Linked DNA regions of Lactuca sativa: region 1 is linked to region 2. The links are chromatin contacts, called in public Hi-C maps. All regions are on one chromosome and are shown on one strand. Each heading gives the region's core, a stretch centred on a gene start, on an enhancer-like site or on the middle of the called end of the contact. The rest is flanking DNA. Distances are from core to core; before and after follow the strand shown. Region 1 holds the start of LOC111919349 (chlorophyll a-b binding protein, chloroplastic). Region 2 holds the start of LOC111881583 (mitochondrial import receptor subunit TOM20).

Evidence for each region. Hi-C and Micro-C count contacts between places; a contact is called where the count stands out from the background.
Region 1: a contact with region 2 is called in a Hi-C map of bud, with 9 times the contacts expected there. The contact joins the promoter of LOC111919349 here to the promoter of LOC111881583 in region 2. A contact is called at or near these places in 4 of 4 Hi-C or Micro-C datasets (bud, leaf and seed).

The regions. Positions count from the first base shown.
Region 1 is chr3:42,537,644-42,544,608 of Lsat_Salinas_v11, forward strand. It overlaps LOC111919349 (chlorophyll a-b binding protein, chloroplastic), which reads left to right and starts at 5,435. Exons shown (of 4, transcript XM_023914940.3): 1 at 5,435-5,595; 2 at 5,685-5,908; 3 at 6,045-6,559; 4 at 6,638-6,849. The coding sequence starts at 5,537. The coding sequence ends at 6,652.
Region 2 is chr3:42,275,120-42,281,803 of Lsat_Salinas_v11, forward strand. It overlaps LOC111881583 (mitochondrial import receptor subunit TOM20), which reads left to right and starts at 3,488. Exons shown (of 6, transcript XM_023877985.3): 1 at 3,488-3,668; 2 at 4,064-4,142; 3 at 4,220-4,389; 4 at 4,524-4,571; 5 at 4,645-4,758; 6 at 4,843-5,171. The coding sequence starts at 3,570. The coding sequence ends at 4,956.

The DNA.
Region 1 (6,965 bases), core at 4,185-6,684, 260 kb after region 2:
ATATAATGCACTTATAGGCCGTCATTGTCCGTCTTTAGTCGACTGAGAAGAACCCTAAACGGCTGAGGGCATCTAGAGCAAGATTGAAGGATATTAGGGCTTTGAAGAAATTGTTGTGCAAGGAGGAGAAGAGCTTTGGCTAAAGGAACAACAAGGGATTCGAGTTCTGCGGTTTGGGGACACAGAGAGGGCATATTTCAGGTAATATTTCGGATTCATTTCTGTTATGTTGATGTGTGCATGGATTTAGGGTTTATGGAACCCATTTGGTGATTAGATGAATTAGTACCTTGTTACCCAACGACTATAATACTGTATTAGGACCTTTAGAGGTCCAGAAGGTCCCATGCTTGTGTATTTCGGGACGAAACTTATCTCAGGAAGCAGTTTGATCGACTGCATGGCATGGACTCGCCGAGTCCGATGAACAGACTCGGCGAGTAGCTTGGAGATTGACTGGAACTCGTCGAGCTGTTCTTCAGACTCGGCGAGTGGAGTCGGGGTGGCCCCGCGATTCTTCCAGGAGTAACTCGTCGGGTCAAGGAGGATACTCGACGAGTAGATAGGGACTCTCAGAGAGTTGGAGAACGTCTAGACTCGCCGAGTCGCCATGGCACTCGCCGAGTCCGGTCGAGTTGGCCGTTGACCGTTGACCGTTGACCAGAGTTGACCTAAGTCTGACTTCTTAGGGATAGTCACACTTAGAAGATATAAGTGTTAATGAGAGATATGTGATGTTATAGGGAGGTTGTAGCTCGTCGGATTGTGCACGAGTGATTTCAGGATTTGCTAGCTTTTAGCATTTACGAGGTGAGTCTTCTCACTACACTGTACCCGGAAGGGTTTGACTGTGTGACCGGAAGGTCAGGTATGATATGTGATATGTATGCCATATGTAGTAAGTTATTTTTTGTATGTGCTATGTATGTTATGTGGGCCGGAAGGCAATATGTTATGGGCCGGAAGGCGATTATGCTATGGGCCGGAAGGCGTTGTGTTGAGGACCGGAAGGTCAGGGCCTGGAAAGGCGTATGTGCGTAAGTGTATATTGGGGGACTCACTAAGCATTTATGCTTACAGTGGTTATGTATGTGTTTCAGGTACTAGCGAGGACCGTGGGAAGGCGCCGACGTGATCGATACACACTGAAGAATATTTTTATGATCTTGGGATTTAGACAGTTTGTAATTGACATGACACTTAAATTATTTATGCCTTGTTTTGGATGAAATTACTCTAATTATAAAAAAGAAAAATTTGTTTGAAAATTTGCGTTGTTACACTTTCCATATGTGTTAATGTCTATTTCATAAATAATTGTTTAATGTTAAAACGTTGATATTGATTTTTTTTCAATAAATCCGTATAAAACACGGGTCTCACACCTAGTAATTATTTAAGAAAGGTTAATCCCTTATTTATGCAACAAAGTTTAGTCATTTTCCCGATTTACGCAATTATGTTAATTTTTTATACAAAACATACAACAGTGCTTTAAATTAGGTTCAATTATTCCAACTTGTTAAGTTGTTAACCTATCTAGTGTTCACTTGTGTAGAATATACTGAATAACACTTAGGCATCATAAATTTTGTCATCTTCTAGTTAGGGCTATTTTTACTACTAAGGCTAAGGGGAGTGGTACAAATTTTACCAATGTTAAAAAGTTGCCACATAAGCGCCACCTAAGTTTTTGCAGTTTTTACATTTTTTTACCTACGAGGTAGGGTGTGGTGATGTTTTTACTTACCAATTTTTTTAATTCAAAAATATATATAATTACATACACATAAAAATTAATACTAATTAAAATAACATAAACATTTCATAAATTGTAAACATTACATTCGATTTAACAATCATAAAACGAAAATTAACTTAACTAACTTAATAAAATATTTCAGTTAGAATATTCACCGTTATCATTATCAATTAGCTGATTTAAATCAATTTCATTAACCCGGTATATGTGTTCCACCAAATCGTTGCGAAGCTCGTGGTATTTTTGTTTGTCACGTATCGCCCTTCTTCTTACATGTCATGGGATGGAACCAGACGGTATTGGCGCGCTAGAGGTTGAAATTGACAAATTATTTTGTGTTCGTCTTCCAAAATCATATTATGTAAAATGATGCACACAACATAATACAAGCGAGCTTGTCCACACTTCGAGGACGAGCCAGATGTTGTAGTACGTGTCAACACTTCTTGAGTACTCCAAATGCTCGTTCCATATCCTTCCTAGCCTTTTCTTGGTACGTTTTACACTTTATGCGTTTGGGGTCACTTGGACATGTTAGCGTTTTCACAAGCACAACAAATTCAGGGTAAATACCATCAACAAGATAATACCCATAATCGTACGTCATTCCATTCACTTGAAATGGACAGTTAGGTGCGGACCCATCACAAAACCCATTGAATATGGGCGACATGTCTAAAACGTTAATATCGTTGTTTGAGCCGGGAGCACCAAAAAAAGCATGCCAAATCCAAAGATCCTATGATGCAACAGCTTCAAGTATGAATGTCGAGTGACCCTTATCACCCTGTGTAAATTGCCCTTGACATGCATTAGGACAACTACCTCAAACCCAATGAAGACAATCTAAACTTCCAAGCATACCAAGAAAGCCATGAACACTAGCATGATGAACATATAATGATTGAACATCAGTAAAAGTGGGTTTATGCAAATACCTTGGACCGTAAATAATGACAACGCATCTGCAAAACTCATCTAAACTATCCGTAGTTACACGCTCAGATATTTGAAAATATTCATCCCATGAATCAGAAACAGAACCGTGAGCTAATTGACGAACCACAACTGTGCATTTTTGTATTTCTGAAAATCCATCGGCACCTCTTGCATCTGACATTGTCTAATATATTTAGAAATGTTAGTAACATCACCAACTATACGAAGAAATAAATGTTTTGTCATTCGGAATCGACGTCAAAACCGTTGTTCCCCTTAAACAAAATTTTCATCGAAATAGTGTGCCATTAGACGTATGTTTGCATCCCTACGATTTCTGAGAAGCATCTTCCGCGTCCTATGTTGGATTTCTTCTTCTTCTTCTTGTATCGTATCCATAATCACTTCCCATGATTTCATAACAGCCTGCCCAACGGTCAGCAACAACTTACAATTTTCTAATGAATTTGCCATTTTTATGAGATGATTTTTTAGAAATAATATAGATTTGAGTGAATATGTTTGGGTTTATGTTTATATATACATAGTAGTAAGGAAGGAAAATTAAAAAAAAAAAAAAAAAAAGAATAAATGCAGCAACGGTAAAAAAATACAGGAAAAAAGTGTACAACGTCTATTTTTTATTAAGTTTCACCATCGGTGGTATCTTACCATTGGCACTTCACCGGCGGTGTAAAATGAGGAGAGGAGCGGTGTTCACCGCCGATAAAGAGGTCCACATCGGACTACAGGCGGTGATATCCGCACGATACCCTTTAGTCTAATTGGCAAGGTAACAACAGTACAATGTATTGAATAATGGTTAGCATGGGAACTATTGTGGTTTCATTTTAGATTTTGTAATCAAATGGGTCAATTTTCGATAACTAATATTTCATTTAAAAATCTAAATTTCTAATAATTTATGTATACTTTGGTTGTTGGTATCTGTATCTTGTAAAAATAGAAATTTATGAAAATAGAACACAAAATTGGTGAGCAGCACATGGAAAATTTTTCATAGAAATATTTTTTTAACTCTTTATCTTAATTTCATAGAAATATTTTTTTAACTCTTTATCTTTCCCTAATTAATAAAAGAGATAGCAATATAATGCATGTCCTAATTAATCATCATAAGGTCAAATAAGTAGAAGATGATACACTTTCAAAAAAAAGTAGAAGAAGGTAAATTTTGAATTAAACAACGTGCTCCAACTATTCCCTGATATATGAATGTATCGTGGGTAAAGAGAAAGACAGAGCAAGAAGAAACGATGGCAGAGAAGACATCACAATGAAGAGAAGTGAACTAGAAGAGAAAATTGGTATAATATCCCCGGAAAGATGATGACAACGTATCAATCTCAAAACAAGATCACGACTCGAGATTTTAAATGTTGTATTTTGATTATTTGGAGGAGGGGTGACATGAACAACTATACATGTGGGTTGTCTACATAAGCGATTACATGGTTTTACAAATGACAGATAACATCGATTAAAAATTTAACAGTAACAAGGTTAACAATTTATATAATTTGGGACCTAATTTAAAGTTTTGTTGTATGCTTTGTATAAAAATAACATAATTGCATAAATCGGGAAAATGACTAAACTTCTAAGCAATTAACCCATTTAAAAAAAACAAACCATTTTTTATGATTATTTGATCCTTATATTTAGACTTTATAGTAATTGTTTTGAAAACATAAATACAAACACCCTTGTAATTGTTTTGAAAACATAAATACAAACACCCTTCTATTTAAACGTATATGACCTAAGCAAATTTAGCACAACTTAAATTTATATTGCTAACAGATAAACTTGTTAGTTATTGACATTTGACAATTTGAAGCATTTTTATTGTCCTTTTATGATAAAGATCAAAACCCCCTTAAAAAAGGAGAGAACCAAAACGAGAAATAACAAAATAATTACAAAACTTTTTGTGTTTGCACATAATAATTTGATCCAGGGAAGTTCTATACGATACTTGTAACTTTACAATAATAAGATGGCAAAGATTTGTAACTTCTATGATTGCAAATTATAGTGGTACAATGATAGTCAAGCACATGCCTTGATCATATATATACATGAAATAAAATCATGAAAAACATTAGATTATACGTAGTAGTAGTAGTAGTAGTAGAATCTATGTACTTAGAAAATTCGCTTCAAAAAGCTTTGATTTAAAATAAAGAATATGTGGGTCATTGTATAATTCGAATCACCAAATAGAGTAATAACTTGAAGATCTTTGTTTATCCAACATACATGAACCCCTCATTATAGAAATCCCAAATAGGTTGTTAGAGCTTATTTATAACTCCAATTTCCAACGTCATGTTTAGATAACCTAAAATAAAACTAGTACGTGTTGAAAGGCTGCCTTCAAGTGTTATCCATGATCCAATGGACTTCAAATACAAGTATTACGTGTCCAACGATGATGGCCCATGAAAAATAAAAACTTTATCAAAGATTTCTTGGCCTTCAGAATAGGGTCATCTCATCTGTCCTTCTTGGGTAAAAGACAAAATCGCCCTTAAGGATCCAGAATCCTGTGAGTGGGTTTTATCCTGAAAGCCACACGTAATTTACTACACGAACCACAAGTGTAAGTTTATCTGGTTACATATCAGCAAGAATAGATTCTGTTAGGGCCCACGTGGCAACCCGCACAGCCAATCACAGCATTCTTTCTTCTACTCCTATCCTTGGAGATAAGCTCATAACGCCTTACATTAACACACACCCCTTTCTTCCACACAAACCTACTCATTCTTCATCACTAATTCTTGAAGGCAAAGAATTGCAGAGACAACAATGGCTTCCACTGTCTGTGCTTCTTCAGCCATCGCAGCTGTTGCTTTCTCTTCTCCAGCGTAAGCTTCTTCAAATCTCTACCTTTCTACTTTGCATTTGCAATGTGGGTGCATTAAGTAATTGGGAATTTTGGTGTGCGATTATGTAGTTCACAGAAGAATGGATCTTTTGTTGGATCAACAAAGGCTTCCTTTCTTTGTGGGAAGAAACTAAGAGTTAGCAAGGTCACTGCACCAACCGTGGCACGATCTTCCGGGACAGTATGCGTTACCGCCGACCCCGAAAGACCCATTTGGTTCCCCGGCAGCACCCCTCCGGAATGGCTCGACGGCAGCCTACCAGGAGACTTCGGGTTCGATCCTCTTGGTCTAGGTAAGCATGATCATAGATTCATAGTTATGATTTCTGTTGATGATCTTTTTCAAAACAACAATAGTCAATAGATCATGGCAAGATTTGAAGATAATTAAATTACTTACTGATTCGAGGTCGAGTTTCTAAACTGTAGGATCCGACCCGGAGACCTTGAGGTGGAACGTGCAAGCGGAAATAGTACACTGCAGATGGGCTATGTTAGGAGCAGCTGGGATCTTCATCCCGGAATTCCTAACAAAAATCGGAATCCTAAACACTCCTTCATGGTACACAGCCGGTGAACAAGAGTACTTCACAGACAAAACCACACTGTTCATAGTGGAGCTTATTTTCATCGGTTGGGCAGAAGGAAGACGATGGGCTGACATTCTCAAACCTGGGTGTGTTAACACCGATCCCATCTTCCCCAACAACAAGCTAACAGGTACAGATGTTGGGTACCCAGGTGGACTATGGTTCGACCCACTCGGATGGGGGAGTGGTTCACCTGCAAAGCTTAAGGAATTGAGGACAAAGGAGATCAAGAATGGGAGATTGGCTATGTTGGCTGTCATGGGTGCTTGGTTCCAAGCAATCTACACTGGAACTGGACCCATTGATAACCTCTTTGCTCACCTTGCTGACCCGGGTCACGCCACTATTTTTGCTGTAAGTACAAATCTTTAAACAACTAATTGAATTCGATGCAGACGAATTGGCTAATTAACTTTTTGCATGGGGTTTCAGGCATTCAAGGGTTAAATAGCAAGGGGTTGTTGAGATCATGATCTTCAGATGATGCTGGAGAGGGAAAATGGTGGATTTAACAGTTTTTGGCAAGTCATGTGTGTGTATCATTAGAAATTGTATCTTGTCTCTACTGTAGAAACTTAATGCAATGTACAAATACCTCTTTGAACTTAAAATGATTCAGATATATAAGCTTGTATGTTGGTAAAGTACTGCATAACTCTTGCCACCTGATACCCGAACCAAGGTATTTATTATCATTACACAAGGGAAACTTTGGTTTATGCTCTAATAACAATAGAAAAAAAAAATCATCTTTTCCAAA
Region 2 (6,684 bases), core at 2,238-4,737:
AACAACTCGCCGAGTTCATCTTCATCCGAAGAACAAGTTATACTGTGACTCGCCGAGTTGTACGAACAACTCGCCGAGTCTGATCTTGATCTAAGGAGATTGCCTTGAACTCACCGAGTCTGGGCATTGACTCGCCGAGTTCCACTATGGGTGAGTTTTAGCTTCCAACTCACCGAGTCCCTCTTGGACTCACCACGCGACTCGACATAGCAAAAAGGAGACAAACCCGGAGACTCGCGACTGGACTCGCCGAGTCAGATGAGCGGCTCGCCGAGTCTGCTCCATGCAAGAGCTAAAAATGCGATTTTGCTCGAATCCAATCCATGTCATTCGTAGATCTGGGCTCCTAGAGCATGAATAACACGTAAAGTTTCCAACTTTACGTGTAAATATCCATGTATGAGATTTTTAGGGTTCAATATGCACCAAAAGAGTAGATCCAAGGTTTATATGCAATATGGGCTCATAAAGGTAGTGGATCTGAGCTCCTGGAGCTCAACTATGCTTGGATCTAGAGACCAATCAACTTATTTCGAATTATCATGCACCTACAAGGTTGGAAATGAGCCAAGAATGTCTTAAATGAAGCCTTAAGCATAGAAACATGGGGAAAATGGGATATACCTCAAAGAAACTGCTGAGAGAACACAATGGTGCTTGGATGGCTTCCCTTCTTCTGGATCTACTTCCCTTCTTCTTCAAAACCTTCAAGAACACACAACAAAAGCTTCAACTCTTCAAAGAACAATCTTAAACGAGGGTTGGGAGCTCTAGGGGGTGAATGGGGGCTGACCAGGGGCGGAAAGGGGGGTTAAATAGGGTGCAAACCCCAAAAACTTAGGGTTTCATCCAACAGCGGTGACTCGTCGAGTCCAGTATATGGACTCGCCGAGTCGCCAACTTAAACGCGTCCCGGGGTCTCGTCCCTACTCGGCGAGTCGGACCTATGACTCGCCGAGTCCAAGGCTTAAAAAGGAAAATACTCAATTAAGATTTACATACCAGAAACCAGGTGCTACAGATTGAGTTGAAATGACTCGGGGGTGAAATAGACCTGAGAGTGAAATAGACTCGGTACAGCCTTAATCTGACATATGAGTTGAAATAGACTCAGAGGTGAAATAGACTCATGGGTAAAATAGACTCGTTATAGCCTTGAGCTGACGTATATGTATGGTATGCGGTATTTTAGGGAACTCACTAAGCTTTGTTTTTACGGTTTTTAGTTTATGTTTTAGGTATTTTCTGCTCGAAAGGGAAGAGATCTGGATGATCGCATCTCTCTCTCACACACACACACACCATGATTTCCGCTTTATTTGACTATGATTTATTTTTGGATGAATGTTGACATACTCTGATTTCACTTATTATTTATTTATAAACATGTTTGGTTGATAGTTTTATTAATACAAAAATGAAATTTTTGGTTATAAATTTTGGGACGTTACAATCATTGTCAAAAATTAAAAAGTTTGATTAAAAATATAAATTGGTGTAAACCATAGTGACCGAAACTATAATTTACTCTATTAAATAAATCTCCATGCTATTTAATTATATAAATTTATAGTCATATATTTCTATATTAATAAAAGAACAGTTATTAGTGTCACTTATCATTTTCTCATAATTTATGTTTTTTTTTTTTTTCAAATGCTCTATAAAAAAAGGACAATTGTCATTTTCTCATCATTTTTTTATTTTTTAAAAAGTATTGATGTTAATAATAAGTTAGACAATTATTTATTTGATCTCTAATTTTTAGGTGAAATTTAAATTCGTCTTAAATAGTTTTGGTTATGATTGTCGATAAAATTTAATTATTTTTGTAACCGTAGTTCCCACGATATATAAATTAGTTTAATTAAATATATTATAAGTTTAAATAAAAAAGTTTTGAAGTTAACTCAACACAATCTAATATTTTTACGTTTATTAGAAACTTTATCTATGTTAATTAACCCCGGCAATCCAATTACCAATTTAATAATTTATCACATCCGAGCATTTTGATATATATAATTAGGTACTAGTTGTGAGACTCATGTATTAAATGAGTTAAATTAAAAAAAAGGTAAATATAAATGTCAAAATATTTGAGAACTTTGAATTTATAAGAAAAAAATAATTAATTATTATAATTGAAATGTTTTTTATCTATTAAATTTAGACAAATAATCTCCCTATCTAATAAAAGAATAGTTTTATTCTCCTTTTGACATGTGTCATCTTATTAAGTCTCCTAATTAATGCATATTTTATTCTCATTTTGCTATGTGTCATCATATTATATTTCCTAATTAATACATGACATTTGAAAACCTATTAATTCTCCATTTCAAATTTCAAAATTTAAATTTCTCACTCTAATTATATTAAATTAATAACATTAGAATAAAAATTAAAATAAACTTAATACACATTATAAAGTGATATAATTTCACATATTTATTTAAATCAATGATTAAAATTTATATCACTAAAAAAATCTCTTAATTAATAATTTATTTAAAATAATTGATTAATAATTTTTAGTTTTATTTTAAAAGTTTAATTAATTGTATAACCGTGATTCCCACGGGTTATAAACTAGTTTAAATAAATAAACAAAAGAAACTAATGAGCTTTAACTTGAAAATTTTAAAATTAAAAGGTAAGTTCATTAATGAATTGATATCTATTTATTATTATATTTATTGCAACTATTATATTAAAATATTATGTGAAATTTAATAAAATAGAAAATTCATAAAATGACGTGTGAAAAAAAATTAATTCAAAATAACCACAAAAAGAGTTGACCAATTTAATATGAAAAAATTTATGTAAAGAAAACATTTAAATTTCAATTTTACCAGCATAAGTTTAAAGATTTTACAAAATATAAAAAATATATAGATTGCATAAAAAATATAAATAAAATTTCTACCATATTTAAATATATACATGAGAAATCAAGTAGAAAAAATTATCAGAGTGATATTTGAGGTAAAATAAATGAACAAAATACAAAAAAAAAAAAAAAAAAAAATCATACATGAGTTTAAATAATATAAAAAGAAAAACAAAATATAATTTCAACCAAAAATTACTAATGAGTTAGGTTACTTGGATAAAATTCTATGTATTGTAAATTGTACTATAAATATATGTTTTGTATTACTTTTATATATTAATATATATCGGGGACGGGTCCAGGGTCGGGGATTAGGGGTATCCCCATCCCCATCCCCTTCCCCACTTTTTTTATTCGGGGATTCTCCATTCCCGATCAACTTGGGAATTTCCCGGTCAAAATGGGTGCGGGTTTTAGATTCCCATCTGGGAGCTTTTTCCTATTTATTCTAATATTAATATTTATTTTAAAGTTATTCAAACTATTGGATAAGATAAACCTTGAACTTTGATGGGCCTTGGATACGGCCGGCCCGATCACGTATGAAACGGAAAGACAACACACGTAGACATATAAGTAAAACCCTCTACTTCTCCACAGTTTCGTCTTCTTCATAAAGACATAAACCCTAGTCAGTTTTAATCATCGAAACAGGGATCCATCCATAACGATGGAACCAACTCAAAATGATTTAGAACGACTCATGATCTTTGAACATGCTCGTATCACCGCAGAAGCTGCATACGCCAAGAACCCTAACGATGTCGATGTAAGTTTCTTCATTTCTAAATTCATTTATCAGTTGTTTCTATTTGATATGTTGTTTCTGTTATTAATCTTATAGTTTGCTTAATTACTTATATGTGTATAATTTATGTCGATACGTACGTTTCTCGATTACACCCTGTTCTCTGCTTTTAAAATTACGGGAAAAAAAGCTAAAAAGAATTAAGTTTTAGCTGTCTTGTCTTCTTATGTTGGAAGTAAAATGATATTTTTACCTTTTTGCTCATAGCCATCCGAACTTCAAAATTTACAGATATAAGATGAGTGATTCCCCAACACGACATGATTGTTTTTGTATTGTCGAATTCATGAAATCAATTCAATTGTTGGAATATTAGATCCGAGAAACAACAATATGACTTGTTGTAATGATAACAGAATTTGACAAAATGGGGTGGAGTGCTACTGGAATTATCCCAATTTGGAGACATCAACGAATCAAAGAAGATGATCAAAGGTACTGTATGCAGAATTTCACATGAACACAACAATAATCAATTTATCAATTACTAAGAATTTGATAAACAAATTCAGATGCTGTTTCAAAGCTGGATGAAGCTCTATCCATCAATCCTGCAAAACATGAGGCTCTATGGTGCTTAGGAAACGCTTACACCACTCAAGGATTTCTAACCCCTGATCATGATGAAGCTCAGATTCAATTCGATCTTGCAGCTGAATTCTTCCAAAAGGCAGTAGACGAGGTTTTTTTTTTTTTTTTTTTTTTTTAATCTTTCCCTTTGATTTTTTTCATAAACATATTCGATTAATCTCAGAAATATCAATTGGTTTTTAGATCTAATTTTGAATGTTTATGATCTCGCACTTGTTGTCTCAGTGTCCAGGAAACGAACATTATCTTCAATCGTTGGCAAACTCTTCTAAGGTATTTCTAAATACATTTTAGGAATTCTTTTATACTCTTTCGTTTCATTAATAATTTTTTATAATGTTTCCAGGCATCTGATCTGCACAACGAGATCCACAAACAAGGAGGATTTGGTCAATCTCAACAGTCTTTGGGTGGAGGATCTACATCTACTACTACTACTACTACATTTTCAAATTCAAAGGTTGTATCAAATTAACCCAAATAAATAATATCAAAGTGTTATTTTATTTTTGGCTAATGTTTTGATTGTTTTTATGTGTTGTAGAAATCCTCAAAGAAGAAGAGCAGTGATTTAAAGTATGATATATTTGGGTGGATATTCCTTGCAGTTGGGGTTGTTACATTGATTGGAATGGCCAAATCTAACGTGCCAAAATAAGATTTTTTTTTTTTTTTTTTTTTTTTTTTTTTGGGTCCCATAGACACAAATGTTGTATCCTTTGCTCGATGTTAAATTCTTTTCAACTCCGTGTAATCATTAGTCCATTGAGATACAGTTTGGTGGTTTGTTCTATTACTGATAGCTTGTTCGAGAATTGTGTAGTGGATTAGTATTAGTTGCAATAGAAGGGCTTGTTTCAGTTGAATAATTTACTAACTTAGTTGAAGATGTTGTTTCGTTTGAGTGCTATACAAATTAGATTATTACATCTTGCTAATAATTTTGGTAAACCCAAAAATACTTTAAGCAATAATATTGGATAGCAAGTTGAATGTGCACAAGTTTATACTTGCTTAATTGTATTATAGTTGAAGTTATATAGTTCTCTAAATTCCACCTTTTTAATTTAGGTACATACACATAAAACATGATATTTTTGTATACTTTTTATTAGGCTTTGTTTGCATTAGAAATTTAGAATCATATATGAGCGAATCAAAATTTATCATTTTATGGGCTCGACTTCGAAATCCATGATAAACATAAGATAAGATAAAAGTAATATTTCAAACCAACTTCATAGTTGGCTTTAACCAATTTCTTGCAAAGTTTCGATTTAGGGTTTTAGGTTTAGTACCCACATTTGAGCAACTACATATAAAATAATAGTATTATTTTCTTGCAAAGTTTCGATTCTTTGTGACCAAGTCGCTCAAAGGGAAGATGGTGTGTTGTTTTCAAAAGTTTCACATCTATTTTTTACATTAAGAAAAAAATTTAAAACATATCCATATTGGAAAAATAATTGGACGCTTATAGAAAACTCTTGAAGTTTGAACATGACGTGTACTGTTTAATAGAAAACACTAGAAGTTTGAACATGACGTTTATATGTTTAATGGATGAGTAATCAAATAGATTTCTATTTTTTACTTCCAAGGCCTTCCGGAATCGTGATATGCGTGTCATCGGAGTAAACACCGCCCTAAGGATGACGCTGTCAATTTTATTGTGGTTGGCCGAAGTACGAACTATGTTCTTGACGGAGACAACGTCATTTGACCGTTTAAATAATAATATATATATTTTTTTAATCTTTACAAGCATTATAAATACCATATACCACTTTCATAAAATTCACTCTATTTACTAAATATTTTATACACACACAATTCAATTATAGAAATAATTCATAATCATCTTCGGATGAAGATGGTGTTTTTTTTTTCCAACGCATTCCTTCAAGTGACTACTACAATGTTCAATGGTGAAAGTTCCAATGCCCTCAAGAGAAGTAAAAGATATCTAAATAAGGATTGTGAAGTTGCAAACGAACATCTTGTACAAGATTATTTTGTCGATGATTTTTTGTACGATAATTATAAGATGGGTTATTGTCACTATGACCCAACTATCTTTCGTATATTGGTTTAAATGGTCCATTGAGATTATTTTTTTGCTTTTAAAGGGCTTATACTTGTCATTTTATGGTTTAAAAGGTCACATTTCTAGATTTGAAGGGTGCAACCGGTCACACCCATCCGACTATGACGTTTTTTTATTCCACCTCAATGCCAAGTAGATTAAATATGTCAGGTCATTGCCACGTGTTATGTCACTAAATGAAACTTATATCCGTTTAAACCCTCTCAACTGTCCCTTTCATTTATTATGCTACCATTTGCATTCGTATACTTTTTTCAAACCGTGATTGACACGAATCTG